Linked DNA regions of Mus musculus: all the other regions are linked to region 2. A link is a contact called in public Hi-C and HiChIP or PLAC-seq data. All regions are on one chromosome and are shown on one strand. Each heading gives the region's core, a stretch centred on a gene start, on an enhancer-like site or on the middle of the called end of the contact. The rest is flanking DNA. Distances are from core to core; before and after follow the strand shown.

What was found. A called contact is a pair of places that touch in the nucleus more often than the background predicts. HiChIP or PLAC-seq counts read pairs in DNA pulled down with a chosen protein or histone mark.
Region 1: a contact with region 2 is called in a Hi-C map of neural progenitor cells, with 1.7 times the contacts expected there. The contact joins two enhancer-like sites. A contact is called at or near these places in 8 of 484 Hi-C or Micro-C datasets (Sertoli cells, cerebral cortex, cortical neurons and 3 more) and 1 of 115 datasets of contacts at active chromatin or transcription factors (neural progenitor cells).
Region 3: a contact with region 2 is called in an H3K27ac HiChIP or PLAC-seq map of VIP interneurons, with 4 times the contacts expected there. The contact joins the promoter of Sox2ot here to the enhancer-like site in region 2. A contact is called at or near these places in 1 of 484 Hi-C or Micro-C datasets (cerebral cortex) and 4 of 115 datasets of contacts at active chromatin or transcription factors (VIP interneurons, astrocytes, embryonic basal ganglia and 1 more).
Region 4: an H3K27ac HiChIP or PLAC-seq map of oligodendrocyte precursor cells shows a contact between it and region 2, with 10 times the contacts expected there. The contact joins two enhancer-like sites. A contact is called at or near these places in 4 of 484 Hi-C or Micro-C datasets (cerebral cortex, cortical neurons, embryonic retina and 1 more) and 13 of 115 datasets of contacts at active chromatin or transcription factors (craniofacial prominence, differentiating embryonic stem cells, embryonic basal ganglia and 9 more).

The regions. Positions count from the first base shown.
Region 1 is chr3:34,507,745-34,510,781 of GRCm38.p6, forward strand. No RefSeq gene overlaps it. Among named protein-coding and RNA genes, the nearest start is that of Sox2ot, 51 kb to the right of the region's middle. Within about 2 kb of position 1,582, at least 26 of the 459 cell types and tissues checked have an H3K27ac peak or open chromatin away from gene starts, as enhancers often do. A contact at or near this core is called in forebrain and neural progenitor cells, where this site is marked.
Region 2 is chr3:34,230,532-34,233,925 of GRCm38.p6, forward strand. No RefSeq gene overlaps it. Among named protein-coding and RNA genes, the nearest start is that of Gm52623, 35 kb to the right of the region's middle. Within about 2 kb of position 1,925, at least 38 of the 459 cell types and tissues checked have an H3K27ac peak or open chromatin away from gene starts, as enhancers often do. A contact at or near this core is called in VIP interneurons, cerebral cortex, cortical neurons and 4 more, where this site is marked.
Region 3 is chr3:34,558,452-34,561,888 of GRCm38.p6, forward strand. It overlaps Sox2ot (SOX2 overlapping transcript (non-protein coding)), which reads left to right and starts at 1,930. Exons shown (of 5, transcript NR_015580.2): 1 at 1,930-2,118; 2 at 2,265-2,331.
Region 4 is chr3:34,662,923-34,666,240 of GRCm38.p6, forward strand. The region is part of intron 4 of Sox2ot (SOX2 overlapping transcript (non-protein coding)); the gene reads left to right. Among named protein-coding and RNA genes, the nearest start is that of Sox2, 15 kb to the left of the region's middle. Within about 2 kb of position 1,504, at least 82 of the 459 cell types and tissues checked have an H3K27ac peak or open chromatin away from gene starts, as enhancers often do. A contact at or near this core is called in cerebral cortex, cortical neurons, embryonic brain and 3 more, where this site is marked.

The DNA of each region.
Region 1 (3,037 bases), core at 332-2,831, 280 kb after region 2:
CAGAAGTTTTATAAATTAGAGATTGACGTGGGGGTGCCTAACCCATTGTGGGCAGGGCCATCCCTGGGCAGTTGATTCTGGGTGAATAAGAGAAGTATGGTAAGCAAGCCATTAGGAACAAGCCAATAAGCAGTGTCCTCCATGGCCTCTGCATCAGTTCCTGCCTCCAGGTTCCTGCCTTCAGTTCCTGTCATGACTTCCCCAGGGATGAAGATTCACCTGAAAGCAGTGAGATAAAGTAACCCCCCCCCTTCCCAAGTTGCTTTTGTTCAATGTGTTCTACCACAGCAATCAAAACCTTTTTTCCCAGCAGTTTATAATAGTTATTTTGCTATGTGAGCTGATAAATGCTTAGTTGTGTATTTATATACATACGCATATGTGTGTGCGTGCATGCGTGCATGTGTGCACCTGAGTATGGAGTCCAACATCAACCTCAGGAGCTGTCATCTTATTTGAACCATGTTTGTAATTGGCCTGGAGCTCCCTGGTTAGGCGAGGCTACATGATCTGGAAGTCCTAGGCATACACCTGAGTCTGCCTCCCTAGCCCAGATTACAAGTGCGCTCCACTAGGCCTGGCTTTTTAAACCTGGGCTTTGGGATCCAACTCAGGTCCAAGGGAAGCATTTTTACTTCCTGACCTGACTTCCTAGGCCAGTGAGCTAATACAATTTAATGAGTTCAGTTAGCAAAAGAAAAAGCCTATGAAAAATCTAATATAAAATTAATTAATTTTTTCTTTCTAGAAATGAACTGGAGTTTTTTGAGAGTCCTTTGAGGCCTGCTTGGATATTTCCCTCCCTTCCTCCCAAGCCACCACCTCCTTCGGTGGAATAGAAGGTATTTCTTACACTTGATTTTAGCCGAAAGGCAGGAAGTGACAAAGGATTTCCTTGTGGAAAGGGATGTGGTGGTCAACCTAGATGCTCTCCAAGGACGACTGAGAATTTGCACCTCCCTGGGTACTCTGACATGCTGGAAGCCAGTAGGAGATCTGGTATTCGGAACCTCAAGAGGTTTCCCTCACTGGATGGAGACCAAAATTATGCCTTTGTGTAAATAATTGCATCCAACATTAACCAGTTTGCAAGTCAAAAGGGCTCAGCGAATGTGACTCTGAGTCAAGGCCTTGCCTGGCACCAAGCAGGGCTCAAGTTTTTCGTCTTTCATCTTAGAAAATTTCATTACATTTTTATTGATTAATTTGTGGCAGGTAGGTCACCCATGCCACAGTGAGTATGTGGAGGTCAGAGGATAATCTGCGGAAGTCAACTCCCTACTTCTACCATGTGGGTATCGAACTTAGGCCCTTGCCAGCTGAGCCATCTCACACCCCCTTTATCTTTTCTCCTGAGTCATTGTCCCCAGGCCTGACAGATTCTCAGTCCCTGAGGGCTCTGGGCTATTCTTGCTTATTTGAGGAGTATTACATGCACAGCTAGTTATCATGAACGGAAAAACAAGCCTTTTTCAGACTCCACATTACAAAGTTGCTTGACTGTTGTCTGTCATAGGAATTCTCCCTCGCTCTGTGAGATCACTAGGCACTAATGACAAGAGACTGTGCAAAAAACTGTTTGTACACAAGGTGGTGATGTTAGCAGCTGCCGTACTTTTATCCTGCTTAAGAACACAAGAAACAACAGTCTGTCTCTCTGAGTGATTGCCAAAGGGAACATTCAGTCATTTGTGTGACAGCCAGTCAGCACGCGTCAGAGTTGCAGGAGGGAGAGAGGGGATCACAGGCAGGAGATGAAGCTCAAAGGGCAAAAGAATTCTTGCCTAGAGTCAGCACTTTGGGAGCTTGGCCTGTTACCCACAGGTCCTGATTGTAAATGCAAGCTGATAACTGAAATACATCCATTTCTAGGAAGATGTCCCTCAGAATCTCCTTCTCCTCAAAGCCTTCCCTGACTGGTCTACTGCATCTGCTCTCCCCTTTATGCATATCGCACATGAAATTCAACTCATACTATACTATAGTAGTGTAATTCAGAACTATTAAAACATCAAGGGCTTTTTTTTTTCTTTTTTCTCACAAGGTAAAGTGTTTGTCATGCAAGCCCAAATGGCCCAAGTTCAATCCCTGCAACTCACACAAAGGCTAACGGAGAAGTACAACTCCACAAGCCTTGTCCTCTGATGCGCCCACGTGCACATGTATATATCCAACACAAGGAGCGAAAAGCTTTAAAAGTAAAATCTGTGTCATTATTTCACTGATTTCCTAACCAACACTAAAGTATAAACTAATATACTAAATCTAAGCCTGGTCATATTGATGATGCCGACCCAGGCACAAGTAATTAAATGTATTTTATATTAGATATCAAAATTTGCTCATTTGGTAGGAACATGTATCTTTTTATGTGTCTCTTCTGGAAGGTGGATGCATGTGACTTTAGGGAACAGGGTCTGGTGGACAGGAGGCAGACAGCCTGTGTGCTGTGAACCCAAACTTACAGACTTTGTTTTCAGCTTTAAGGTTCTCTCTCCATGGTGAAAGAGTAGCAGTTGTTATTTGGAAGCTAAAAGGAGAAATAACTGTTGGTACCTGGAAGAATGAGTCTGAAACTTCTGTACAAAGAAAAGTAGCAAGCAGTATCCAATGCCGGCTGTAAACTGTGGCCCTGGCTTCTTGCCCCCAGCTCTGCTCTGAGATGTTGATTGGCTTGGGCATGCTGTCAGCCACCTCTCACCTGGGAGAAGTGATATCTTATCAAAGCCCAGACAGCTCCCCTTCACCACAGACAGATAACGGGGCCTTTCAATTTATCATACGGAAGTCTAAAAGAACCATGGGAACGACTGGTCAGCTGACAGCTTGACAGACAGCTTGACAGCCCTTAGAGCATCATGGGAAATGGTTGTCAGTTAATTTTCAGAGCAACCAGAGAGATAACCTTCAGAATGGGGAGGAAAACAAAAATCTGAATATTTGTATATGATCCAGCAGCAGGCAATAGTGTTCACTGCTGATAATTGTGTGATCCAGACAGTTGGAAACAGAGTTATCAAATCTCAGAGGTTCCCAG
Region 2 (3,394 bases), core at 675-3,174:
TTGGAAATCAACAGTTCCGTTCACAGGTTAGCAGCAGCAACAGCTCAATCCACTAGCAAGTACTTCATGGATACACCAGCAGTCCAGTTCAACAGAGTTGGGTTAGCAACAGCGGTGAGACTGCCTGCAGAGACAGCGAGAGACAAGTCAGCAGGAGGGACCAGAAGGAACACAGGAGTTCTTGGCTGTGCCTCTCTCAGGGAAGGGAAAATCAGCATAGACTCCAGGCTCAGAATTGTTGCACAGCTAGCTCTATAAGCAAGCCAAGCGCAGCCTCCATCACTGCCCATTAAGTCCTTTTATCTTCTCTCTGAACATCATGTGTCCTCCGTGAGCCTTGCCTCAGCACATGTCTTGTCTCAGCACAAGTGTCTATCTCAGCCCGAGTCTGCAGAGTCAGCAAGAAACTGCAGCACACCACCAGAAGTTTTTGGTGCATTTCTCTCTATGGAGTCCTGACAAATGCAGATCAACTATGTGATGTAAGGTAGCCCAATACATGCATGTCATTAGCAAAGAATTCTTCGTCATGTGTCCTTGCATATGCCTGCTTTAGCAGAACATCCTCTCTTCTGTGTCTGCTTCAGCCAAGCATTCCCTCATGAGCCTGCCTTAGTTTTTCACTCCTGTGTCCACTTTAATGGAAAGTTCCTTCACGAGCTTGCCCCAGCAAAACACCATTCGACACAACTGACTTTCCAGAGAACCCTTTAAGTTTCCACTTCAAAGATGATATCTTTATCTTGTTCTGTAAATGTGCCCTGTATTAATAATAACTGTAAATGCCAAATCATGGGGTGAGAATCCTCGATGAAAGGTGGCACCATCTGGATGTTTGTGCTTTCTTGGTTGATGGGAACTTTCGTGAATTCTAAAGACGACAATGGATCTTAATTAAGTGTTCAAATCCCCCCCTGTGTCACATGATTGTGGAAATCCTGAGTGTGCCTAGTTAATGTTGAAATCAATGGTAATCTGTAGGTGCTCCAATTGGTTGTTCAATATGCAGAGTAGTGGGCACTGTGAACATGCTTTAAACATGAAGCCCAAAACCCAAGGACAAGATGGTTTTGTGCAACTGCACTTCTTATGAATATGTTCCTGTTAAATATTTCAACCACTGAGAGCTATCTTGATATTATCTTAGAGTTCCAAAATCCCTTCCCACACACTGTAGTCAATACGCCATGCTTTAACGCACCATTTCAGAAGGCTATATAACACAATCAAACTGCTTATAAAGGCTTCCTCCTAGAACCAGCATGCATCGTAAGGGTGTGAATTCCAGCTTCTTGGTCCCAAGGAAAATGATGACGTCATCGAGCTGAAAGTACCTTTAGCTTCTCAGCTTGTACAAAAAGGAACTTCCAAAGCAAAACCCTGAGTCAAATCGATGTTTAAGGAATGTAGTTTTAGTCAAAGTGATGATGATGACAACAATGATGAAGATGAAGACAAAGATGATATATGGCTGATGGTTCTCAAAGCTTGCTTTTGTATTTTAAAACTTAGATTTATTTTTGTTTCCAGCAGGTGTCACTGTAGGCAAATAAAAAAAAATGACAGAGTTGCCACAGCTGTGTGATGGCTCCTCCAGCACAGAGCTGGCTTCTATGCAGACTGCTCAAGTCTCTTTTTATTCCTGTGGCTTGTGACATTGGTGTCTTTGCACCGTTTCTGTTTCTCTGGCCACATGCCCTGTCGGAAGATACCACTCAGCTAAATGGACAGAGACAGCAGAGGGACAGGCAGAGCTCAGTGTGGGGAGGGATGACTCTCATTCGGCAGCAGAGAGTCCTGAAATCTTGCAATGTCTAAATGAAGTCAGTACATGAGTTCGTTAGCTTTTGAAGAATTGCTTCCAAAGGTCTTAATCATGTCTGACTATTAGGGGTTCTGTACCAACTTTGTTACCAAAGAAAAGCTCTACCAGGAAGGACGGTCTTCAAAACCTCCCAGCAAGCACTTCCAGCAAGCGCTCAGCCGTAGCCAGGGACAGGGAAGGGAAAGCATGGCAGAAAGGACTAACTGATTGCTTCCATTGAGAGGAAGCTTCAGTGTTGGAGCTAGAATTGAGTTTGTGTTGTCTCACCAGACCCCAGCAAATCCATTTCCGAGCATGGCTTCACAAGGAAAGCCCGGAAACCATTCTGTCTCTCTGTTCCTTTCACTATGTACAGGAAAGCACAGGGAAGAGACAGAGCCAGGGGGACTTGGTCAGAAGCACTCCAGGACTTCAGGTTTCCTGGTAACTCTAGGAAACAAGGTAGGAGGGTTCCATAGCTGTGAATGGTTATTCACTAGGCAGAGCTGTTGGCAACTTGACAGGTGACAGAATTTAAGGAAAGTAGACAACAGAGAAAGTGGTTTGGACAATATTACTGAAAGTATTTTTTATGTGCTTTATTCTTACTTACAAAGGTTATATCCTGTATATGCATGCAGATAAACAGACAAGAACCCTCTTTTACAATCATGGCACAGAGTCTCAGGGAAATTGCTAGTTCCTGTGACTAAAGTTCTTGAGCCCAAAATAGAACCCCATCTCCTGACTCACTTCTGAGTTCTCATGCCCGAGAACATGTTGCCTAAAATAAGGTTGATTCTTGGCTTCTGGAAATATGGATTTTTATTTATTTTATTTTATTAGTAATGCTTCCAGAGTCTCCTAAGCCCTGACTCTATACCTGCACCATACCCAGGTCTTCACATTGCTCCTCTACCTATGAGGTGAAACAGTCTTTCATTATAAGAACACAGGCTCACATTCAGAGCTCTCTGCATGGGGTACTGAGGTACTGAGCCTGCATGGGGTACTGAGGTACTGAGCCTGCATGGGGTACTGAGGTACTGAGCCTGCATGAGGTACTGAGGTACTGAGCCTGCATGGGGTACTGAGGTACTGAGCCTGCATGGGGTACTGAGGTACTGAGCCTGCATGAGGTACTGAGGTACTGAGCCTGCATGGGGTACTGAGGTACTGAGCCTGCATGGGGTACTGAGGTACTAAGCCTGCTTGGGGTACTGAGGTACTGAGCCTGCATGGGGTACTGAAGTACTGAGCCTGCCTTAGGAGCTGAATGCTGAGCTTGACTCCTCCCAAGTCCAAAATCTTTCCTCACACCAGCAACAAAACATGGCCTTTAGTTAGTAGAATGGTAAGGGATAGGCAAGCTCAGTGGTTAGGAACACTTGTTGTCCTTCCAGAGAACCTGGAAGGTTCAGTTCCCAGCACTCATGTTGGATGGCTGACAGTTGCCTATAAGCCCAGCTCCAGGGCATCCCGTGCTCTCTCCTGACCTCCATAGCCAGACGCATACACGAGAGGCATACATTTATACATACACATATGTACACGTGCATGCACATGCATACACACACATTTGGACACACA
Region 3 (3,437 bases), core at 680-3,179, 330 kb after region 2:
TTTTATTTTTGTTCCACTTTAAAGAAGTAATCAAAGGGGAGTGGTAAGACAGGTAAATTTACCAATATGTCTTCTATAAGTATATTCACTTCTCCAATGGTGGGGGGAGGGGCAATTTTAATTACATAAGTGTAAAAAAAAAGTGTTTGACTGACCATCCTTGACAAGATCTGGGCCTTTTGTGTGCGAATGTAGTCCATGTTTATAGTAAGCTTAGATTTGGGGCTGATGTTTGAGCTCTTGTCCTTCAGCACATCCTCTGGAACACTGTGTCCTTTACCCTGTAGCATCTGCTGGAGCTTGCCTGCTGAGCTTAGGGTTGGGGGGGCGGGGGGGCGGGGCAGGAGGTCTTGCAACCCTCAAGAAGGTTGAAAAACTGTAGATGAGAACTCGTACCTACTCGAAATAAATTGGCTGTTCTGTGTTCAGAATCTGTGTTGAGGAATAGTTCAGAGAGAACGTCCAGGTCCCAGGGAATGGTGGGTCACAGGAATCTTATTATAGGGCTTATCTGTACACCCATGCTTACTTTTTTTTTTTTTTTCCAAACGCAAAGAACGGCCACTGGCTTGAGACAGGCCCAGTGCTTCCTTTATCCCAGCTCCTTTATGCTCCCCTTTTAAAGAAGCTGTCAAGTTCTCTTTCTGCAGCTGACAGGAAAGGCCAAATCTGGGATGCTGCAAAGCAGCACAAAAAAGAAAGTTTTTTGTGTTGATGTTTTTACCAAGTGAGCTAAGGAGAATTTTAGAATCATGTAATTTACTCCGGAGGCATTTACTGTACATAGCTATAGTGATGGTAATTTCCTTCATTGTTGAAGTGAAAAGATAACCATCAATCAGTTGTCAATTGGTCAATTGCAGAAGTGATGAAAAGAACCCAGTTGGAACAATCACTTCTGTGGCTACCTAGGCCATTGGGAGGCTTGAGAAAAGCGTGGGAACTGGATTGCGTTTTTTAAAGGGATTGGGCCAGATCACCAGAAAGGTTAATGGGCATCGCCACCCGGTTAAGAATGGTTTTACCAGTACACATTTTCAAACTGAAATAGTAAAATTGAAACATGATGTTAAAGGTAAAAAATTGTTCACTGAGCTAGGTAAGAGGTAACCAACCCCCTCCCCAAACCCTGGAAATTACTATTCTCTTAATAGCGAAATAAATAATAACTCATTAATAATAGCAACACAAGTTCATAACAATGGTCTGTGCCATCTTAGCTCTGGTCCTAGGGACCTTGAAACAAGTCACTTTCCAGGTATTTTTCTTAAGGCATGGGAAAAATCAAGTTAATTTTAAATATTGGGCTTAAACAAACATCTTCAAATAATCTTGTTGTTAAAAGCCCGTGGGTGTTCACATACAAGTTAGGATAACGGTAGTTTTTAAAATCAGTAACTTGCTTGAGTGGGAATGGTGCCTCAGGACTTAGTGCTGGGATTCCCTGTCAATTTCTCCTATTTCTAAGAAGAGCAATGTCATAGATTTATTCTGAGAGAGTCCCAAACACGTCTTGTTGGGGGTTTTGTTTGTTTGCTTGCTTGCTTGTTTTGGGTTTAGTTTTGTTTTGTTTTTTGTTTTTTGTTTGTTTTTTCTTTGCTGCTTTGTTTTGTTTTGTTTTTACTGTGGTAGGTAATAAAAAGGGATTACAGGCCCCTAGAAGGACACAGCATCATCAGCGTGCAATCCAGCCCATGGTTTCTTAGATACCGTATTGTCTATTCTGTTCCGCTATGTGAAAAATGTTGAATATCAACAATGGGTTTCAGTGCTGCATTGTTGAGTTTTGTATGAACTAATCTAGCTTCACTAAAAAAAAAAATAAAGAAGAAGAAAAAAAAGAAAAAGAAGGAAAGAAAGAAGAAATAAAGGGAAAGAAAAAAAAACGACAGCTTTGAACAAAAGTCCACAGCCAGTGTGTTCCAAGTCCCTGCTCAGGGCTGACTGTGGCAGGGGACACTCTCCTGCTGGCTCTCTCTGTCCACACTTAGCTGGCTCCTGTCCTCAGGTGCACGGCCACACCCTCGCACCCAACCTTGATCCTCTGATGGGGAAGGTCCCAGGACTTGTCTGCTGGGACAGGCCTCACCCCCAAGAGCTCTGGGCAGTACCGAGAAGGTAAGGGATTGCGCGCGCAGCTTCTCTGCCCGGGTGGGCTGGCCTAGCTCGGAAACTTTGTGGAGAACCATGGATTTTTTAACTTCCACCTGTCTCTGTTCTCCTCTTCCTCCTCCTCCTCTTGCTTCTTCTTCTTCCTCCTCTAGCAAACCTGACAGATTTCTCCAGAACAGTGGCCATCCATGGGATGAGTGAAAGCCTCTTTCTATTCCAGTAAGTAATTGACTTGTAACTAAAAAATTGTCGTGGCTGCTGTGTCAAGTGCAGGGTGAGTGGCTGCTGGCACAGGTGCTGCTTCTCCTTTAGAATGGAAAGAAAGGGGGCTTAACCTGTGATTAAGTTTCAAGTCAATTGACCTCCACATGATAGCACATAATTCTCCCTTGCCTCCCGAAAGGCCCTGCCTGGTTCCTGTTTTGACCCTGGGTCTGACACCTGTGCTTTAATGTCTCCCAGTGCAAAGGCTAGAGTTGCTCTTTTCCTTTATTAAGTAAGTGAGAATATAAAGAGCCCAGGGTGAATCCCAGTGGTATGGACCATAACTATCTGAAAGAGTGCACTGTGACGTTGTTTGTGAGGGGTTGGCTTGGTTTGGTTTGGTGTTTTTTTTTTTGGTTTTTGGTTTTTTTTTTTTTTTTTTTTTTTTTTTTTTTTTTTTTAGTGCACTAACTCTAACTTCATGGAAATTATTCTTGTACAGTTTTAAACTCTGATTTTTATAGACAAATGTCATGAGCTTGCTAGGGTTACACAGGGAATGGCAGGCAAGTAAGGGTGTTAGGAAGTTGACATAAAGTGCTTTGGAGTGCTCAACTCCGATGCACCACACTTCACGAGCTCAACACGCCTCAATCTTTGCTGATTTTTTTTTTTAAGCTGTAAGAGGAAATAGCAACATTGTTTCTCTGAGTTTCTACAAACGGGCTCAAAGTCTATTTAATGTCTGCTGGATGCCCCACTTGAATTTTGGAGTCAGGGGGATACATACTAACCAAAAGCAAAATAAATAGGTGACAGCTAAAATTACTGCTCTCCATTCCTTTTACAAAGACCAGTTGCATGCTATGATTTTCTGTAAGATTCAGGCAGCTCCGGGCTGCTGTGTTTTCCTCTTTTTCTTACCATGGGAATTAAAAGTGCACGCTGATGGTGGCTACTCAGCCTCATTTTGGGGCCAGGCTGGGATGAGCTGTCTGAGCCATTTCTGACCCTCCGCTTGCAGCAGCGAGCCTGAATTCCCCCCTTGCTTGCCCATCACTGTCAGTCAATTATAGGATTGAACTGAACCAGAAAATCTGGTACAGTCTGGTAATTAGTAC
Region 4 (3,318 bases), core at 254-2,753, 430 kb after region 2:
TCAACTAATACTGCCTGTCGGGGAAAAGGAACAATTCGCTCCCACCCACCCCTCCGCGCCTTTCTAAGATAAACAGGAGGTGCGAAACGCTTCTGAGCACACGCGCCCCGGGGCCCTCCTCCCACTCTGTGCGCCAACCGAGCATCTGTCCCCGCGTCCCCGAACCAGACCTGGGTGACAACTGCCGGTATTTCAAAACCGTCCCACTGACCGTCAACCATATTTACAATCCCCCACCCCCCAAATCGAGTCACTTCTCTGCCCACTCTCTCCTTTTCTGAGAACTTAAAAGAAGTGGAAAACGTTGAGGAATTGAGAGTGGACTTTCAAAAACGAATCTTTGCCCACCGAAACACGCACTCGCACTTTTTAAAAAGTAGTATTTCAGCACAAGGAGGACATTTGGAAACTTTCTCTTAACAGGAGTCGGGCACATTGCTATTCTTGTGTGTTGGTCGTCTGGCCTCCCCACCCGCGGCGGACAATACCCGCATTGAGACGCGGTGGCCTGCGGGCAGCGGGAAGCTTGGGACTGCGCAGCCTCCTCCAAGGGGCCCGCAGCTACGGGAGCACTAGGATGGGAGCCGGGGCGGGGAGGTCGGTCGCCGGAAGGACAGCCATTAGAAGTATCATTTTTGCCTAAAGCCTTATACTACGCCTCGCTTTGAGGACTTAGATACAGGGTTGTATAAAGACTTAGAGAGTAGGAAGACCGACTCAACTGAGGACGAGTTTCGCATTTTGTTTCATTTTAATTGTCACCCCACCCCCCCGCACGCACGATTTTATTTAGACACTGAATTTTGCACCCCAGGCGGTCCAACCCCACAGACTTCACTCCTAGGCACCTCGTCTTTTGTTAATATCTCAACCTCGGGCTCTGACGCTAAGCAGGCTTCCGCCTTGGTGCCAATTTTTGTCTCACCCGAGCCCTGGTACACTGCAATCTCGCGCTGGGAGTACGGCACCGCAGAGGGCGGGGGGAGCCCAGGTCAGAGACTCGGGAACATTCTTTTCTAAGCTCGATTGTTTTCTCCCTCAGAGCACACCAGCACCCAGGGCCTTTGCAGAAGAACCTCGAGGTCAGCAGAGGCCCTCGGAAGGGCGCCACAGTGGCTGAAGCTGGCGTCTTAGGGTTTAAAACGTGCACCCCGCCGAGTGTTGGGACCACGTGCTGCGCCTTCGAAAGGTGACGGCGGCCCCGCTGCAGTCCCGGGCGGCGGGAGATGGCGCAGGGAACGCCGCAGCCCCCGGTGGCGGCAGGGGCGGGTGCTGTGTGGCAGAACTGGCCTCGGCGCTGAGTGCAGAGAATTATCTGGAGCGTGCTTGATCTGGGGCTGCGTAGTCAGCGTAGTCAGCTTCTGCTTTATTTGTTTGTTTGTAATCTCATATTTAGCAAGCCAGGACGGTGGCAGCGAGGGAGAAAGGAAGGGATGGAGGAGGGGGCTTCGCGCTAACCACACCCCTTCCTAATGAGTTAATTTCCATATTTGCGTCTCCCGCTTCTAGCGCCCTCTCTTTCCGGGCGCCTCCGTGCAGTTGCGTCTTGCGCAGCTCAGACACTCTCCACTTAGGAATGAAACAAAAAAGCCCCGGGTAAGAGCAGAAAATTGGTCTATTGATAACATTCGCTCCGAGTGTTGATCTTGGCATTGCGGGCAGCCGGTTAGTCTCCACCCCACTCCCCAAATGGGTCACACAGGGATTGCAGAGGGCTTGCGGACTTACTAGCTGACTGCAGACAGACGTTGACGTCCCTCCCGCCTCCAACTGTCCGACCCTCGCATCGTCTTTTCTCACAACTTCACATTTTTTTGTCCCTCAGGGTAAAAACAGTGGAAACCTAGCCAACGCAGAAAAGGAGGGGAAATAATCTCAAACAAATGAATCAAAAGCGAAAGTTTCAAACTAGAGTCGGACTGGGGCAGGGGCGGGGGGAGATAAAGTTTTGTACTAGAAAAGGAGTGCTGGTCGAAGCTGGAAACAGGCTCTAGGGTGGACACCTGTGGGAATAGATTAAGGAAAGCTACGAACTGGTATTGCCATCCAACAAAAAGTTGTGGCAAAGACAGTGAAAGGAGTTTTGGAGACACAGGAACTCAAAGGCAAGCCACGAATCAGGACTTCTATCTCGGTTGTCTCTGCTTGGATGAAGGCTCTGTTCAAAAAAGTCCATGCAAGAAACAGACCTTCCCAGTTGCTCACCGCCCCTGTCCCTCCCCACCTTGGTGGCTTCAACTCCTCTCTGGCTGCAGTGTCTAAACAGCTCTCTGGTCAAAATAAACTGTCCCAAGAAACTTTCCAAACTGGGGAGCAACTTAGGCAGTTAGGCAGGGAGCTTTAATCAAGATTTGTAGCTCTGCGAGGGGCAGCGACAGCAAACATCCCGCAGGTGTACGCCGTAACTCCACCATCCGGACTCCAATGTAGATTACTCTGGCCGCGTTTGATCGGCTCTTTGAAAGCCTTTAACAATTGCCTGTGACGAACGACCGGGCTCAGTGTTTTCTGAATAATGCCTTGAGCGTAAGTCCTCGGGGTCTTTAAAGAGCTCCAGTTTGAGAGTGCTAGAGGGTGTGTGTGTGTGTGTGTGTGTGCTGTTTTCGGTTTTGCTTTGAAGGAGAAAGGGGGGGAACTAGTTCGGTTTAGCTTGTACCTCGTCAACTTTTAGCTGCTAACAGGTATCACTCAAGTCAGTCAAACGCTTGATCCCTGTCACCTTTGCTTGCTGTCTTCCAGAAGCTGTGTATGGCATATTGTCTGTGTCAAGAACATTGCTTTTCCTTTTAATAATGCATTGTGTATATGTGTATGTACATATTGTATTGTGTTGTGTTAATGAAATGACACAGTTACTAATTTTCTGTCTTGTCAGTTACAACTGCACTTCCTGCTCTGTTGAGGTAGTTAGAACAAACACTATTATTATTACCACTTTAATACTGTCCTAGTATCTTCGCTGCTCTTTCTAAACTGTATCTATTCAGTAAGAGTTGGATTCGAACGTCAACGTTTTCCAAAGTAAAACCCGTAGTTTGCCACAACCCCTTCCAACACCTAGGCACCAAAACCCAACACCAAATTTTTTTTTAAAAGGAGCTGCTTCCAAACCTGTCTTGTTTGCCTACCGTGTTTACATAAGGGGAGGGAGGCAAACTTTTGTCTGAAACTTACACTAAGCAGAACTTCCATTTCTTAGAGTGTCAACAGTTGCAGGGCTTATCACACCAGTGTGAGGGGCACACATCTGAATTGAAGGCCCACTCCTGCCACTTCAGAGCACGAAGGGCTACCTGTGAATGACTGTTAAGTTTGCCT